2 separate regions of the Anas platyrhynchos genome follow, and region 1 is linked to region 2. Evidence: chromatin contacts called from public Hi-C data. All regions are on one chromosome and are shown on one strand. The core of a region is the stretch at or near the end of the contact, and the rest is flanking DNA. Distances in the headings are between cores, read along the strand shown.

Region 1 (4,962 bases), core at 1,964-4,463, 54 kb before region 2:
CAGAACTTGGAAATCGGAGTAGTAGTGCTGAGATGTCTGGTCTCATTGAACTTGGCATGCCTGATTGGAGCAGTGGACCTGCATCACCACAGAACTGAGTACTAATCAATTTATTTGACCAATAAACTTCACACTCTGCAGACTGCAGCATAGCCTTACCCTTAAGAAATGAAACGCACCCTAGCTAAAACATCTTGATTAAACTTTGTGTCCAGCAAGTTTGTGGCTTCTAATATATTTAACTTGGTTTTGGTGTGCTTTCCCTAATGTGGTAAGGCTGGTATAGATTCTCACTGAGGTATCTGCTTGGTGACTGCAATCTTAGTCTTAGGGAAAAAATACATCAGTGTGGGAAAAGTACTGTGTTGTGGGGTTGGTGATTCCTAATGCTTGGTCTGTGAAGAGATTACAATGTGCTAGTGGTTGGGTAGGGATTTCTAGGTTCTGGCTATGACAAAGTTTTGTGATAAAGATTGGCCTGAGTCTAGATTTCTGCAACTGTTCTAAGTGCACTTCCATGCAATTCTGACAAAACGTTTAAGGAGCACTTTGAAGCTTCTGAGCAATTAACTTTTGTCATGTTTTTGACTTTTGAAGACAAGTTATAAATAAAGTTCATTTAATTTATAAAACCCTACCTTCATGTCAGCTTTTGCCATTTCTTCCTCCTGGTCCATACACTTCATTTTAGCACCTCCCTAAAAGCGGCTCCTGCTGGCTGTGTAAAGCTGCACGGAGCACGCTAGGAACTGGGAAACACTGCAGAGACTTCACCTCTATCTCAACAGGCTGTTTTGTATGGGTTTATTGTTAGTAGCAGCTTCTATAATCTTCCAAACAATGGACCAGATGGGTTATGAAAACCAGTAACCCATCTGAAAATGAGCTCACGTGGTTCTAATGTGGCTATGAGCAAGCTCAAAGCTGAGCTGAGCAGAACGCTGCAGGTGGAGTCTGGTGGGGTAATGTTCGTGTAAACCAGAGGAACAAACCCCTGGATTGTCCTGGTGAGTTGGGAAGGGTTGGCTGTCCAGGAGGGCTTTACTTTCAGCGGAAATCTTTCCAACTCCTATGGCTTTAACTCCTCTGCCTGTCAGGTTGTGGTGTTTGTATTCTTGTGTTGTCTTCTGTTTAGCTGGAGACAAGGAGGTGAGAATTGGCTTGCAGCGCCACTGGGTGAGGTCAGTCTAGTTGCTCAGGCGGAGTGATCGTGCCCTGTGACAGAGCTGTTACTGGCTGCACAGCTTGGGTTTGATTTGCTTCAACTTGATACTCAGGAATTATTTCACATGGTACAAAACAAAATGATTGGCTGGAAGATGTGCAGTAGTTCTCCTTTAATTTTGATTAAATTTGTGTGTGAATAAGAAGCAATGTTTTGGCACCTCCTAGCTTGATAGCAGCGGAATTTATAGCGCTGCTTTTTCTGCTGTGCTGAGCATCACACAACCACTCAGGGAAAGCAAGCTGTAGATCTCCACTTAACTGCTGAGGAGCTTTGTGTCTTGGCTGCTGACTTCATCAGCCTAACCAACCCAAACTTGTTTACACGCAGGGATATCTCTCAGTGGTATTTGCTGATTGATTTTTAGAAGCCATTCCGGTGAGAAGCACGTGTGCTTTTTCACCTTGATTCATCTCATCAGTGTGCAGGAACTCAATTTTAAAAGCCTTCTTACAGAACAGGCTGGTTTGGGCTGTTAAATCCCATGAAGTGTGACTGCAGAGGAGCCAAGTACTCTGCCAGAGGAACTGCTTTCAGCTCATCAGCAGCTGATCTTGTGGCCGTGGTGAGTCCCAAAGGCCCATTGTTGGCGATAATGCAATCGGGCTGTGAAATGCCCAGTGTCTGGCACAGGGAGCCAGTGAAATTAGCACACAGGGAAAGGGACCGAAGGAGACAGCCATGCATTTGAGCTATTTTTTGTTAATGAATCTGTCTCTGGTCAAACACCGGCCTTAAGATGCCAATAAATTGATGTCGGTATTAATTGCCTGAAACAATCAGCATCACTTCATCTGGAATACCAGCACTAAATCCCTTGGGGCTCGTTGTGCTGGGGGAATAGCATCTTGTAAAGGCTCCTGCCTGTAGTCAGGCACTAACAGCGTGTCCTGGGTTCTGCTGCCTGCATGACAAAGGTGGTCACTGGTGAGCCTGGCACGGGAAGGATCAGCCTCCCTCGCTCAGGGCTTTTCAATCTTAGGCGTTGCTTTGCCATCTCCCCCTGCCCCAGCAGTGCTGACGGTCTGACGAAAATTTTGTGCCCCTTTTTTTGGGCTCTGGCGGTCCCGTGCTGCCAGCAGAGGGAGCCCCGTGCGCGCCGCCGGGACCCCGGTACCGGGCCTCCTCCCCACCGGCCGGGGGGCACAAGGGGCGGCTGCTGCTCGTTCTCCGGCATCCGGATTTTCCCTCCGGCAAAAGTGTTTGTTAGCTTGTTTTGTGTTTTTCCTTTTTTTTTTTTTTTTTGGTCTTTTTTTTTCCCCTCCCTCCACCCACCAACCTGCAGGACCAAGGCAGGAGCTGGCTTTGCTGGTCCCGCAGAGAAAACCCCACACCTCGGGGGGGTCCCAGCCCCATCAGCGCACCCACGGGGGAGCTGCGGCCCCGGTCCCCCGGGGGCAAATCCCAGGGGGAAACACCCGCGGGAAGCCAAGGGTAGTCCGGCAGCAGAGGAGGGAGGGATGCGGCTCCAAGCAATGGGGCGGGGAAGGGGGGGCTGCAGCTGTGTCGCCCCCAAGAGCCTCGCTTCTACTTCTGCATTTGGGGCGGGTTGTGGCCAAACAGCGCCCAGCAGGTGCCGGGCTCCGGGGGGGCAGAGCTGGGGTTGGGCAGTGGGGAGGGAAAAAGGGATGGGATGGAAAGGGCAGGGAAGAAGGGAAGGAGGAAAAAAAAAAAAAAAAAGAGATGGGAAGGGCATAAGGGAAAGAATGGGAAGGGAAGAGCAGGGACGGGACAGGACGCAGAGGTTTGGTGTCCGGCTTCCCCGGGGAGCATCTCCAGGGGATCCCGGGCTGGGCTTTGCACGGAGGACCCCAAACCGCCCCCCACCAGCGGCGAATGCCCAGTCCCGGTCCCCAACCCCCGGTCCCCCCTCCCGGCGCCCGCGGCACCTCCGCTCCCCCCGGCCCGGCCCCGGGGCTGGGGCCGGCACCTGCCGGGCTCCCTCCCCGCCCGCCCCATTGGCTCCGGGAGCCGGGGGCGGCCCCGTCCCGCACCGCCCCCCGGCCCCGATCCCATATTAACGGACGCGGCGGCCCCGCGGCGGGCGGCGGCACCGGGGGCTGCAAGATGCCGCGCTCCTTCCTGGTGAAGAAGCACTTCTCAGCCAGCAAGAAGCCGAACTACAGCGAGCTGGAGAGCCAGACCGGTGCGTGCTGTGCCGGGCCCCCCCCCCGACGGCTTGGGGCTGTTGCACGGCGCGGGGGCGCCTCTGTCCCCCGGGGGGGAGCGGCCGGGAGGTTTTTTGCCTGCCTCTGGGCGGTTAGTTTTGTTAATTGCCACGGGTGGGTTGGTGTCTGGGGTCTCCCGTGCTTCTTGCCCCAGGGGACTCCCCCTGTGGGGTGGGTGGGGGAGCGGGGACGCGACCCCGGGGGCTTTCCCCATGGGGTGGGTTCGGTGCGGACCCCGTAATGCGGGGTGGGCAGGGGCCCCTTCTGACACCTCCCTTGCCTTTGGGTGCTGAGCTCCTGTGGGGTGGGGCTGTGTTCCCCAGGGTAGGCTGGTGTGCCTCACTGCGTGGGTTGGGGTCCCTGGGGTTCCTCTGGCTTTGGGGCGGTTGGGGCATGGAGGTTCCCTTGGGATGTGGTTGGGTTCCTCTGCCCCGGAAGGGTTGCACAGCCCCGTGGTGTGGCTCAGGCACCAAGTTCCTCTGGGTGCGCAGCCCCCCATGGGGTGGGTTGGGGTCCCCTTGCCCCGTTCAGGGGCTGGGCACCCCGCTGAGTGCTGCCTGTCCCCACAGTGCTGGCCGCCCCGCTGCTGTACGAGACGTGCCCGCTGTCCGTCATCCCCCCACCCGAGGTGCTCGGCCCCGGTGCCTACTACCCGCCGCTGGTGTGGGACGCGGGGCTGCTCTCCAGCCTCTTCCCGGCTGGCCCGGGCACCGAGGCGGAGGCAGCGGGCGGCGCGGCGCCGGCCCTGGACCTGACAGTGCTCTCCAGCGAGGAGGACGAGGGCAAGAGCTCGGGGCCTCCCAGCCCGACCTCAGCCCCCGCCACCGCTGAGCGATTCCGCTGCGCCCAGTGCGCCAAGGCCTACTCCACCTTCGCCGGGCTCTCCAAGCACAAACAATTGCACTGCGATGCCCAGACCAGGAAATCCTTCAGCTGCAAGTACTGCGAGAAGGAGTATGTGAGCCTGGGGGCTCTCAAGATGCACATCCGGAGCCACACGCTGCCCTGCGTCTGCAAGATGTGCGGCAAGGCCTTCTCCCGGCCCTGGCTGCTGCAGGGCCACATCCGGACGCACACCGGTAATGTTGGCTCTCGCCCCTCTCCCTCCTTCCCCTATTGCCCGTGGCTTCCCCGCTCTGCAGCCCGAAGCAAATCAGCAGTTGGGGTATTATCTTGGAAGATAAGGGCTTCCCAAACCCCCTCAGCACATCTCTAAAACGTCCTTTAAATATCCTCCTGTCTGGAACCGAGTGTGGGGTCAAGGCTCAGCCCATAAATCCATGCCGCACCAGCCAGCCCTGAGCTGCCGGCACGTGCTCGCCATGAATTTCACGAACCAGGGCTGTGACGTGCCACTGGGGTGCCTCACGCTGTGCTAGAAGCATCTCTGCCTGAGCACCCAGCCCACCTCCGTGGGCTCCATGTGCTCCCCGGGGCACCGGGAGGTTTGGGATGTGCGTGGGGCAGGTGCTGGTGGCTGCCCCCTGCACCTGTTGTGCGGGGCCGCAGCTGCAGCCCGCCCCGCGCCTACAATGCATCTCCCGAGCATCCTTTGTGGTGCTACCGGGA
Region 2 (4,328 bases), core at 1,006-3,505:
CTCCCCCCTGCTCCGAGGGAAGAGAAAGCAGTTGGCTGTCAACTCCCAGCCCCCCTGCTCACCCTGACACCCTGCCCCAGCCCCAGCATGCTCAGGCCCTGCATTGCCAGCCCCGCTGCCTTACCCCGTCCCGCACTGCACCTGGCAGCACTCACACCCCACAGATCAGCACCTATCTGCCCCACAGCCTGTGCCACGAGGCACACAACTCCCCTGTTCTCTGCTGTGTTTATCAGGCAAATGCTGGGCAAGGGGGTTTAAAGCAGACGTGTAAAGAGAGAAGGGAAAAGGGACTCGTTTCTGAGAGGGAGCTCAGAGCCTGCTTCCCCTCGCTTTCCAGAACTCTTGCCTCTTCCTCCCTACCCCAAGAAATTTTGTCGTTGGCTATCCTGACACTTTCTTTGATGAGTGGAGAGCTAATGAAATAAGATAAAAATGTTGAGCAAGTGAAAGAAAGGGACTTTTAGACAGGATCTGACATTTATTCTCCCCTCTCGTTACCCATCACCGTACCGCAAGGCTTTCTAGACAAGTCAGGGCAAAGCCGCCAACAACCTAGCTTGCGAGGTAGAAAATTAGGACAGGACCCACATTTCTGAAAACCCTTTGTAGGCTTTATTCAAAAGGAGATAAGGCTGAAAAAGGCGACAAGATGCTCGACAGACATAAAGCGATGAGAATCTACCTTATCTCCTTATCTTCCACGTTGTCTTCTGCTCTTTGCTTTTTTGTTGCAACAAACAGGGGAGACGTGGGGAAAATGTAAGGGCACAAACAGAGGGCACACAGCACCCAGAAGGGATGGATAGGGAGAAGACACTCAATAAAAGCTAAAAACGTCTCTTTCCTAGCAGGGGCTGAGCATCCTGGCTCTGCTCCAGCAAAGCACTTAAGCGTGTGCCTAACTCCTATTTGACTTCACTTGGGCCCTTCACAGGCTTGAAAGTTAAGCACCTTCCCCAGCAATCTGCTGCAGCAGGACCGGAGAAAACGAGAAGCTGTTAAGGGACCTGACTCTTAGTCAACAGCAAAGTTAACGGGCTTTTGGATAGCATCTGAGCCAAGGATTAATGCAAGATGGCAATTTCCACCGACTTAGGAAAACTCTGAGCCACCAGAGAAAACTTAAATTTAAATTATTAAGTTGAAAAAAAAAAAAGATATTAAGAATATCATCAGATTTCTTCACCGTCTTTGAGCTTGAGGTAGGTAGAGCTTGAAGTAGGCACATATTTACAGGTACGTGCAGAACTGGAACTCCCTTGTTTCAGAGCAAGCAAATGCCAGCTTAAAAAAAATACTGAATTCCCTGTGCTGTTCCTTGGTGCAGGAAACGCTGCCAGGTTGAGGCTAAGCTAACCTCAGACGCCTAACGGCCAATTACTGCAAACAGCAAGGTAAGCCGCAAGCAGCACCTACAACTCTAAGCAAGACACTACAAAGACTGATATTTGGAAAGGGAGTGAGCGCACATCTCATCGCTTCTTACACTGTCAAGGACTCTTGAAAAAGTCTCTGGCTTCTGTTTCCCTTGCTAAAATTGGCAGAACTTGACGCTGCATCTGCCTGGTACTTCCAGAGGGAGCTCTGGTATCGCAGCTCTCAAGCACAGCTAAGATAAAACATTTGGGCTGCTCTGTTGTTTGGTTGGGCTGTTTGCCCAAGAATTAGGGGCACAACTGCATTCAGCTCTGCATGCACTGCCTGCTGCTCCTGCCGTGCTGCTGTTTGTCCCTGTATGAATCCAGGCTGAAACTCCGACAGCACTGGCATCGCACAGAGCAGCTGTTGACACTTTTTGGCTTAAAAGTTGTTAATCTAAAACTTTAAGTTTCTTTCATCATCATTAAGTCCAAAGCACTGAGTTAAGAGTTCAGAAAAGGCATATTTAAGCACATGCTCCCCAAAAACACATGGAGTTTAATTACAGCAAAGCAAGAAGCAAGGAACAGGCAGTGTTTATTAAGAAGTAAAACCTCACTGCACTGCTGGTCTCCCCTTAATGCCTCTGCAGTGAGAAAGCCGTGTTAAACAGGTTTTTAAAACTGAAAATGATTCAGGAGAAGTATGAAAAGCGGTTCCCACAAGAGGAGTTAACATCGAAGTGAAGCAGCCCTTGCACTTTGCTTGGACCAAAGCGTTGCAAAGCCTGCTAGCTCCCTCTGCCGTCCCCACGCCAGCAGCTGAGTCGAACACGCTCCGCGACCACCGCCGGCACTGCGGGTGAGGTTTTATGGATGTGTCCGGGGCATTTGCAACCACGACGCCTTGCGCAAACCCCCGAGGCAGCAGCAGGAGCAGGCAGAGGGCAAGGTCCTGCTCAAACCACAGCCTCTTCCCTGAGCAACGCTTCAGTCACTTCCAGCAGTACCGGCTCCAGGGAACAGCATCTATTTTATGGCCAACGCACTTATTACCTCTTCGTATCTTTCCCTTCAGACACACCAGTTCAGGACATAAACCAACGGTGAGCAAGGATCAACTCTCAAGTGCCGTGCCTTTATACTGCCAGAGGTAGAATAAATACAGAGAAGAGGTGAGGTCATTCCCCGACTTCATTTCTGAAGTGTGACCCAGCACCCAGAAACCCACAGTGCCTGTGGGATGACTGATCCCTTCCACGATGCACACACACTGACAAAGCTACAACACGTGGACTCACTGGCAGCTGACTCTTAGTGTGTTTTTTTCCCAAACCATCCCTACTCAGAGTGGAATATCAGTGCACTGGAGTACCGGTGTGTTCAGAGTGAAGTTCCTAGGTAAGAAAAGGTACACCTTTTTTCTTTAAAAAAAAAAGTACAGCTGAAGTTTGTATGACAAATTGTGTTAACACAGGACTCTTGCTAGCACAGATCCCAGAGAAGCATGGTTCAGGTCAAACTTGCAGCCTGCAAAGCAGATCAGATGGTTTCAAAGGCTTTAGAACCATTGCTTGAAGTGTGAAGGCTGGGGAAGCACCCAACACGTACCAACCACGCCCTCCTGAACAGGACAGGGGTGTTCTTACAACAGCGACACCCGGTAACCACACCATAATTGTCGAGCATTGTTGCAGTTGCCATTTAACATCTCTCAATACCAAGCTGTTTCAAAGAAACACACGCACAGGATGCTGACAAATATTAGTCGCATTGTCTTCACAGACACCCTCTGAGCTACCCCATGACTGGTTAGTATTCCAGACTAGCAAACAGCAGCAAGTTTCACATACACAGCTCGTTCCCTCGTCACTCCTACACCCAGGAAGAGGCAGGTTTCACCACATCGAAATGAACGCACAACCAGTACCTTCTGGCAATCTTCTTTAGTGGAGACACCCAAAAAGGGCAAAATTCTGCAGTCCTGTTTTTAATCGAGATTTACAGAGGAGGTCTGCTTTTTACAGTTCACTATTTGAGGAAAACCAGGTAAAATTTCAGGTTGTGAAGTTCTTCTTTAACTTGATGGACAGTGTAGCATGCAACTGTACGTGGATTTGATTTCCTCAGGACTACAGCACACAAAGGTCAGCGCAGTAGCAGAGCACCTTCAGATAGCACACGGCTAGAAAGTCGTTCCTGTGGTTCCTTTTCGTCACATAACGTTACCAACTGCCAAGTCTATGCAAGTCTGTCTGAGGTTTTGACTACAAATAAAAGGTTCTCCTTGGCACAAAAGCAGCAGCTAGATAAAGACAATTGCCTTTCACCACCAGTTTACATACTGTTATCTACGTGGGATCTGTAGGAAGGTACTTCCAACAAACCCAAAATTCCATAAGGGATAAAAGTTCTAAACATAAATACAATTAAAGCCTTCTAATATTAATGCACACTTTTTATTATATTAAAATCAGGCAATGGTCTGATACAATAAAAAGGCTGCTTATGGAATACTGTTATGTTAAACTTTAATTACAGAGGATGTTAAATCCTTACAACTAATATTTTCCTCAAAAGAGTTAATGGAAACATCAATTGTTCATTGACTTGAGAGCTGCTGCTTTCAAATGTGTTTATTTTTTTTTCTTTTTTTTTTTTTTTTTTTTTTTTACACAAACACTAGATTTTTTCATAAAACTTCGGACACACTAGGTTGTTGGTATGTAAGCCTGCATCCACATTGCAGCAGTTAGTGGTCCAAAACAGTAAAACAGAAAAGGCAGTGATTTGCCAGGATGCAAAGCCAACAAAGGTCCTTAATCTGCTGTACGCACCACTTCCCCAGAATCTTCACAGAGGGGTTTTCACCTCCAACACTTAACAGAATCCTACTGAAGTCTACACTGACTTGATTTGTCTGTCAGATCTTTAAAAAGGCCGAACATAAGTGCTGTGTTTTAGTTA

Evidence for each region. Hi-C and Micro-C count contacts between places; a contact is called where the count stands out from the background.
Region 1: a contact with region 2 is called in a Hi-C map of skeletal muscle, with 9 times the contacts expected there. The contact joins the promoter of SNAI1 here to the enhancer-like site in region 2. A contact is called at or near these places in 3 of 8 Hi-C or Micro-C datasets (skeletal muscle, small yellow follicle and subcutaneous adipose tissue).

What each region holds. Positions count from the first base shown.
Region 1 is chr21:2,967,374-2,972,335 of IASCAAS_PekinDuck_T2T, reverse strand. It overlaps SNAI1 (snail family transcriptional repressor 1), which reads left to right and starts at 3,213. Exons shown (of 3, transcript XM_027472944.3): 1 at 3,213-3,371; 2 at 3,963-4,472. The coding sequence starts at 3,293. RNF114 (ring finger protein 114) reads left to right here. Exons shown (of 6, transcript XM_027472949.3): 6 at 1-637.
Region 2 is chr21:2,912,813-2,917,140 of IASCAAS_PekinDuck_T2T, reverse strand. LOC119713345 (a long non-coding RNA gene) reads left to right here. Exons shown (of 3, transcript XR_005260512.2): 3 at 1-2,624. It overlaps UBE2V1 (ubiquitin conjugating enzyme E2 V1), which reads right to left. Exons shown (of 3, transcript XM_027473030.3): 3 at 3,799-4,328. Among named protein-coding and RNA genes, the nearest start is that of UBE2V1, 16 kb to the right of the region's middle. Within about 2 kb of position 2,255, at least 4 of the 8 cell types and tissues checked have an H3K27ac peak or open chromatin away from gene starts, as enhancers often do.